Linked DNA regions of Macaca mulatta: region 2 is linked to region 1. The links are chromatin contacts, called in public Hi-C maps. All regions are on one chromosome and are shown on one strand. The core of a region is the stretch at or near the end of the contact, and the rest is flanking DNA. Distances in the headings are between cores, read along the strand shown. Region 1 has its middle 50 kb from the start of PIK3CA. Region 2 holds the start of ZNF639 (zinc finger protein 639).

Region 1 (3,920 bases), core at 377-2,876:
GAGGTCGAGAGGGGTGGATCACCTGAGGTCAGAAGTTTGAGACCAGCCTGACCAACATGGTGAAACCCCGTCTCTACTAAGAAATACAAAAATTAGCTGGCATGGTGACTGGTGCCTGTAATCGCAGCTACTCGGGAGGCTGAGGCAGGAGAATCGCTTGAACTTGGGAGGTGGAGGCTGCAGCGAGCCGAGATTGCACCACTGAACTCCAGCCTGGGCTACAGAGTGAGACTCCGGCTCAAAAAAATAATAAAAATAAAAAATAAATTTTATAAGGAAAAATATCCCTAGAATATTTTTCCCCACCAAGGGCTATCTATTAATATCTCACATAACTCTGTGCTTGAAACACAATTTGGGAAATATTGCCTTAAGATTTACTTTGACTAGCAATTCAGTGTTGCTTTTTTAAAAAATTCCGTACTCTGGAGTAACAGTGTTCTAAAACTGCTGAAAAACATTGGTTCGAGAAAAACATTTAGAAACACAAACCCTTGGAATGTGAGATGAAAACCCGAGCTAAAGGGAGAAAAAGGAAGAGAGAAAGAACACACAGGAAATAAAGGAATACAGTCAAGTGAAATACGACCACAAAGAGGAACAGATCCATCTCATTTCCCATTGGGGTATGGACGGACGTGTGGTGTTCGAGAAGACTGTTATTGGTCAGAGTTTTGCTCTAGATGACAAGTAGGACTGTAGTATCTCTAGGATGGGTCACTTCCCAAGCCCTCTATTACTTAAAAATTCAAGAAGGAACCGATGCTGGAGTACTTCTATCTCAGACTTCTAACCACTGCTCCTACGCTTTTCCAATATTACAACCAAAGACCAGTAGGGGGAGAAAAACGCACAGTACCCAACCCTTATCAGTAGTAATCTCAAAAGTCAACAGATTGATTTACTCTCAAGCAAACAGACGTCTAATGTACGCAGTACCAAGACACCACCTTGAATCAAATCTATAGCCTATATGACATTTCTGAAGCCTCTATTGGCTTTACGCGAAAAAATCCCCCACGTCTTCTGAATAGTTAGAATTGAATCCTACAAGCTGGTTTGAATCAGAATCCGATTCAAAAAACAAAACAAAAAAACAGCGCTTAGCAAAAGGTCCCCACGAACTGAGTCAAAGGACTGCAGAGGGCTGTGACAGTGCATTCCGCCTTAGGGATGGTATACAATTTAAACCATGTTGGCAGAAGAAAGCACAGCAACGCTTTGTAAAAAGCATTCTTTCTATTATAGAATCCATAACCACTCTGGTTAGCCACTGACAGCGGCGGTTAGCCACCGCGCCTCCTCTTACCCCCAAACTAATCTCGTTTCCTCTATGGGTGTAAAAGTGAAATAACCCACTTGCTCCCAATATTCCTTTCTATATCTCTACCCGAGCTCGCCTGCTGCTCGTAGAAACAAATATACTACATGTACGTTGTCCTAGGATGACACAACATCCTCACTACTCCAGAAGACGGATCATTTAACAAACGTCAGAAGAGCAGCCCCAACTGTACACAAACTTCGGGCGGAAAAGCAAGGCGCAGGCGCAGTAGCACATATTGTTACCCTATTTGCCCACTCCCTGCTCTTCCTCGCCTCAATTTCACTTCCGCTGCTGTGCGCATCTGCTTCCGGGGAATTGTAGGCCCTGCCCCTCCTCAGCTCTTACCCTCCTCTGCCGGAGGAGGGGGGGAGCCGAGGGGGTGGGGAAGAGTTCGTTGTTTGTTTACACGATGTGAGCGGAAAAAGAGACCAATAAAGTTTATTCTGGAAACAAAAGGAAAAAAAAACAGGGGCGACGGAGAAAGGAGTCGGGGGCGGGGGCGGGGGCGTGTGGCGGGGGCTAGCCAGGAGAGGGAGCGAGAAGGAGAAAGCGGCAGTTCCGGTGCCGGCGCTGCGGCCGCTGAGGTCTCGGGCTGCTGCTGCCGCGGCCGCTGGGAGTGGGGCTGGGGCCGCCGGCGAGGCAGGGCTCGGGCCCGGCCGGGCAGCTCCGGAGCGGCGGGGGAGAGGGGCCGGGAGGCGGGGGCCGTGCCGCCCGCTCTCCTCTCCCTCGGCGCCGCCGCCGCCGCCCGCGGGGCTGGGACCCGATGCGGTTAGAGCCGCGGAGCCTGGAAGAGCCCCGAGCGTGAGTAGAGCGCGGACTGGCCGGGAGCGGGTGCGGTGGGAATGGGGACGGGGTGGGTGCCGGAGACTCCCGGGCGCGCCCGCCGTGTTGGGCGGGGGCTACGGGCTGGTCGTCTCCCAGCGTCGGCCCGCGGCGGAGTTCGCCTGCGATCGCCGCTCCCTCTCCCTCGCCTGCCTCTGGCCTCTCCCAGCTGCAGAGGCGAGGGCTCGCCGCTCCCTCTCCTTTCTCTCTGGCTGCCGCCTCACTCTTCCTTTCCTTCTACTCCCAGTTTTGGGGACGGGGCGGCTGGAGGTTGAGGAAGTGCGCCCAGGGCCGCCGCCCCGGCCGCGGTGGCTCCGTCTCCCGCGCCCTGCACGCCCACCCAGCCGGCGGGTGGAGGGGCTGCCGCGAGCACCGCGGCGCAAGGCACCCGGGCGCGGAACCGCGAGCTTTTCCGGAGGGGCTGTCACGCCCGAGGACTCCGGCCCCGCCAGCCTGGCGGCCCTGCGTTTGCCTCTTACTGGGTTTAAATCGCCCGGCAGGGGTATGGAAGGAACACCGCTCCCCCCACTCCCCAGCTCCCCCTCCCACCCTTCCTTTCGAGGTTGTTTTTTCCTTTTAGCTGAGACAAACGCTTAGACCTTTCATTCATAGACCTGAGACAGTGACTCATGTGACTTGTGTCTTTACTAAGTGTATTATGTGATGCCTGTTCCATAGCTCCTAAGTGGCTCGGAAAGGTAGGGTAGGGCCCAGAATTGGGCTATGTAAACACCAGATGTTCAGCCGGCGTGTTTTTGACCTCGACTTGAGGGGTTTATTTTAGGATGCTAAACGAATAGTGATGGTGGCCAACCATGTTACCAGACGTGGGAATCGAAAGCTATTTTTTTTATGTCAATAATTGAGGCTATTTACATAGTTAAATAAAGGGTAAAGGGAGCGCAACAAGAGGGGCTTTCTAGAAAACAGTCTGCATATTCTTTAATGAATTAGAGTTGTGATTTCATCTTGGTGAAGCTTCCTCATGCCAGCACTGCGCCTTTGTACACATGCAGGACCTGGGTTTTCGGAGCGATGTTTTGAATCGTAGTTTGTGTGGCCGGGAAGAACCCCTTAGAATACTTGGGCAGGTAAATTCCAGGTTATCTCAGGGGATCATGTCTACTGCGACTTTTGAACCACTGAGGGCAGTATTGGTCATATGTTATCCTGCTTAGAAATTGAATTTTTCTGAGTATTTGCTTACATTGCACCGTACAAAATTTATGTGCTGGATTGCGTGTTTTAAGACGACTTCTGGAAAATACTCAAAATACCGTGTTGCTAAGTTAGTTTGGATAAATCGAAACACTTTGCTCTCAAAGCAACTACAGTCTTAACAATTTAATGTGTCTGTGTATTCAGGTTTTAAGTTGTTTTTTTTTTTCTTTTAACTAAAGCACTGAAGCTCGATTGACAGCATAGATCTCTGTCTAAATATCACATGTTCTGGAAAATTTTAATTATCAGATTAACTGTTCTGCAGTGTCATCAGCCAAAATTATCTGAGGAGGACTCTGTGTGTGTGTGTGTGTGTGTGTGTGTGTGTTGGTGTTTTGCTTAAGTTTTTTCATCTCACATTTTAGGACAAAATAAAACTTCATAACTTTTTTCAAAAGTTTCTTGTGCTTTTTCAAAATAGAGTACGTTGCTATTAAAATCGTAAAAAAGGTGATAAAAAGTGATAGCATATCGTGATAGCATCATGGGGGAAATAACAAGAAAGTAAAGGAATATTAATATTGTATGATTGTGCATGTAAAGTTTTAAA
Region 2 (3,920 bases), core at 614-3,113, 190 kb after region 1:
ATCCCAGCGCTTTGGGAGGCCAAGGCAGGCGGATTACTTGAAACCAGAAGCTAAAGACCAGCTTGGCCAATATGGGGGAAATCTTATCGCCACTAAAAATACAAAAATTAGCCGGGCGTGGTGGCGCGTGCCTGTAATCCCAGCTAATCTGAAGACTGGGGCACGAGAATCGCTTGAACTTGGGAGGTGGAGGTTGCAGTGAGCCGATATCTCATCGCTGTACTGTAGCCTGGGCGACAGAGTGAGACCCTGTCAAAAAAAGAAGAGAAAAGAAAAAAGAAAAAGAAAGAAAAAAGAAAGAGAGAAAGACAGAGAAAAAGAAAAGAAAAGAAAGAAAGAAAGAGAAGAGAAGAGAAGAGAAGAGAAGAGAAGAGAAGAGAAGAGAAGAGAAGAGAAGAGAAGAGGGAGGGAGGGAAGGAAGGAGGGAAGGACGGACGGAAGTAAGGAGAAATTAGGCTATTCTACAAATGTGTGAAAAAGTTGGAAGAATGATGTTTTATTAGCCCTGAATCAAATTTATAATAGTATTGAACAAACTCTACAGTTTAGTACTCTTGAGACTTCAGGGTTTTATCCCAGCTATCACCTTCCCTTGGAGCTGGAGGAAAAGAGGGACCCAAAAATGAAACTGAAAAACACTCCAGCTAATCAAGAACTTGAATTGCTTGCAATTTGTGACTATGTTAAACAACATCTAAACAACATCATGTTCCTCTAAGTGCAAACAATACACGGGATGCTGGGGAGAGTGTGCGTTTACTTTCACAACAAAATGTTTTGGAGTAAAACTTCATTTTGAAATATAAAGATCTTTTGGACACAAGGCTAGGTGTGAGCAAGACGGTAAGATGGTGGCATGACACCCCCTTGTGGTTTGCGCTGATTCCCGGTTCTGTGCTAGATACTAACTATTCTAGGATTTAAAAATGTCTCTACATTTCTTTGAACTGTAATTCGGACCATACTAGCATTCGTGAACATTAGCTTATTTGAGCTGAGTACGCACATAAAAATTAGGAGGTCATAAAAACTGAGCCTCACAAACAAGCAAGCAGTGTCTCTTTCAAATATAGCTTTATCTCCTGGGCGATGGTGAAGAGATCAAAGTCTGTGATTACTTTCCAGCGATTACTTTCCAGTTGATTAGCATGTGGTTATCAGAAAACGCAGTGGACATGAATAAAGAGACACCATTGCAGTCCTCACTATCCGCGTGACCTTGGGTACCTGATAATCCACGTGGCTCTCACTCATCCTCTTAACCGTTTGAACCTCAGGGGCTTAGGCTACCAAAATGAATTAAGACCCAGTCTTTAGCTTCTCACACATTTACTTTTCTATTTTGTAAAATGTGACTAAAAACCTCAACTCATTATCAAAAGGATTGAATTAAACATATCACCACACTTGCACAGAGATCATTTATGGAACCATGTTCACAAATTTATTTATGCTCGCGTAATTTAATCATTTCCACAGCTGCTCAAAGCAAGTCAAAGTCGAGAAAGGACTTAAATCGTCGAGTCCAGTCCCCCTTAACTCCTCATTCATTCCACTATTTCTCGAGCCAAGGAATCGGGTGAAACCCAACACCGACTCGCAGTCTTCAGATTTCACCCTCTTGCCCTGAGGGCAGCATCCCAGCCCTGGGTGGTTCTCTGGTGTGGCCTCAGTAAACCGTGACGCGGTCCTCGGCCTTTTTGTCCCCAACAGGCTGCTGGCACACTTTGGGATGTGAAATGCCATCTGCTTTGCCTAACCTGGGCAAGACCATTCGCGTCCTTTCCCCTGAGGAGCAGCGCGGGGAAAGTTGCCGCTGCGCGCCACGTTTCTCCCACTTCCTCAGGGCTCGAGGGGGCGCTGGAGGCGGGCGGGGGTAAATTCGCTGGCCGCCTGGCGTGGAGCAATCCTAGAGAGTGGGCTCACCCTCGGGGCTCGGGAGGGGCTCTTCCCCGCCCAGAAGGAGACTGCGGCGGCGCAAGGCCTCCGGCAGGGGGCGCGGGCCGCTGGGCGTTCCCCGGGGCTGCGGGTCGGTGGTCCCTCCCAGGCCGCGTGTGCGGTGCGTTGGCGCAGCCCGCTCCCTGCCCCCACCTCACCTCGTCACCTCCCCGCCCTCTCGGCGGGCCCCTGAGGTGCGCGGCGCAGGCGCGGACCGAGGCGGCCAAGGCAGTGCGGTCGCCGAGCCTACGCCAGGGACCCGGCGCGCAGGGCGTGGAGCGCGCGGGGAGGGAGAGGGGTGGGCCCAACACAGCGTCCCGGAGCGCTAGGGCCGGGGGAGCGCTAGGGCCGGAGCAGCGCTGCCCGCCACCGTGCGTCCGCGGGAAGGACCGCGCGGCCCCTCCGCCCGCGCTCCGGCACCTCGGCAGCCACCGCTTCTGAGCTGCGCGTGGGCCGGCCGGGCGGGCCCGGGGGGACTGACTGGTGAGTATGAGGGAGGAGCGGGTGGGCCGGGCGCTGGACTGCTCCAGGAGACGCGGGCGTGCGGGCGCATCTTCCAACGGGAGAGGGCGGGAGAGACTGGAGCTCCCTTTACACGGAAACTCTGCCTTCGTTATATGGCGGGATGGCGTTCCCCTCCCCCATCCCGGTGGCAGTTCCACCCCCTGCGCAGGACGGCTTGGCCGGGCTCGCCTCGGCCCCCTACTGCCGTTGTCTTTACGGAACCTTTGGGGTCGGGGCTTGGGAGTCTCGGCGCCGACTTCTGGGCCCGGGCGAGGCTGGTGCGTGGCGCCGGGGTGGAGGCAGCTAAGTCCCGGGGACTCCTGCCGTGCGCTTCCGACTGGCATTTGTCTGGCTGCGTCCGGGCTCGGTACGCCCCTCGGTCCTCGCTGGCGCTGCGGCCCTGCCCGGCGGCTTCGTGACCTCCGGCGGCGAATCCCCGGGCTCGCGCAAAGAGTTGTAGCCGCGGAGAGCAGGCGTCGATGCTGGCGCCCAAAGCCTCCAGCCCAGAGTCGCTCCACTCATTACAGTGCTTAGAAACCCTTTTTTGGTTTTGTTTTTAAGTACTGCCTAGGGAAACGAGTAATTTGAAGCAGTTTATACTTTTTTTTTTTTTTTTTTTTGCAAAGAGAAAGATTTATGCCGGACTGAAAAATAGCGAATCAAGTATTGAGTGACCGTGTGGTATTGCAGTAAAGACTGCCTCCACGTTGGACGTGTAGTGGATTCTAGTTCAGGCTTTCCTGCAACATGTTTTGTTTCCATTCTTTACAATTTAAAGCGTATACTTATTTTAATGAGAACGAAAAAGAAAGCTTAACTCTTTTTAAACTCGTTAAAAATGGAGTTATTTACTGTAAAGACATCTTATGCCAATTAGGAAGAAAGATTACACATTGCATGAAAAGCCTTTTAAAATGTTTATCTGTTTGATAATTGCTGACTACCTGTTGTATGTATTGTATTTTGTGCATAGACATTCTTGTTGGTTGAAAAAAATGACAGGTGGAAAGATGTTGGTTTCTAGGTGATATAAAGTTTTTAAAACATTTTTCTGATTTTCCTGCAGTGACACGTGTTACATATGTCGTTTGTATTTCGGGGGTAGGGGGGAACTGTGTGATAAGTTGCTTGTGATTCAGAATCTTCCTGCTAAGAAGACTAGTGGGCAAATGTTTCTGATGTCCTTGAGTAAAAAGCTTAAGTTTTTTCAAGGCTGTTATGCACACAAAAGGCACATAAAAATGTTTGCTAAAATGAAGGATGGTTAGCATTTTTGATCTTGAATAGGCATCTCACCATCGTGCTGAAAGGAAGTCCGATGGACATTTGGATATTGTTCCGCCCTAAGTAGGAGTCAAACCGTTCCTGATCCGTGTGCCTACTCCTCTCAACTAACAGCCTGAATCCAGGCCAGCTTGCAACGTTAATTTTAATACCACGCTTGGTTTTCTTTTCTTTTATTCTTCAAGTTCTAAAGA

What was found. Hi-C and Micro-C count contacts between places; a contact is called where the count stands out from the background.
Region 2: a contact with region 1 is called in a Hi-C map of fetal cortex germinal zone, with 3 times the contacts expected there. The contact joins the promoter of ZNF639 here to the enhancer-like site in region 1. A contact is called at or near these places in 4 of 14 Hi-C or Micro-C datasets (CD4 T cells, blood, fetal cortex germinal zone and 1 more).

What each region holds. Positions count from the first base shown.
Region 1 is chr2:91,123,170-91,127,089 of T2T-MMU8v2.0, forward strand. No RefSeq gene overlaps it. Among named protein-coding and RNA genes, the nearest start is that of PIK3CA, 50 kb to the right of the region's middle. Within about 2 kb of position 1,627, at least 37 of the 40 cell types and tissues checked have an H3K27ac peak or open chromatin away from gene starts, as enhancers often do. A contact at or near this core is called in CD4 T cells, blood, fetal cortex germinal zone and 1 more, where this site is marked.
Region 2 is chr2:91,314,165-91,318,084 of T2T-MMU8v2.0, forward strand. It overlaps ZNF639 (zinc finger protein 639), which reads left to right and starts at 1,864. Exons shown (of 6, transcript XM_015131569.3): 1 at 1,864-2,421.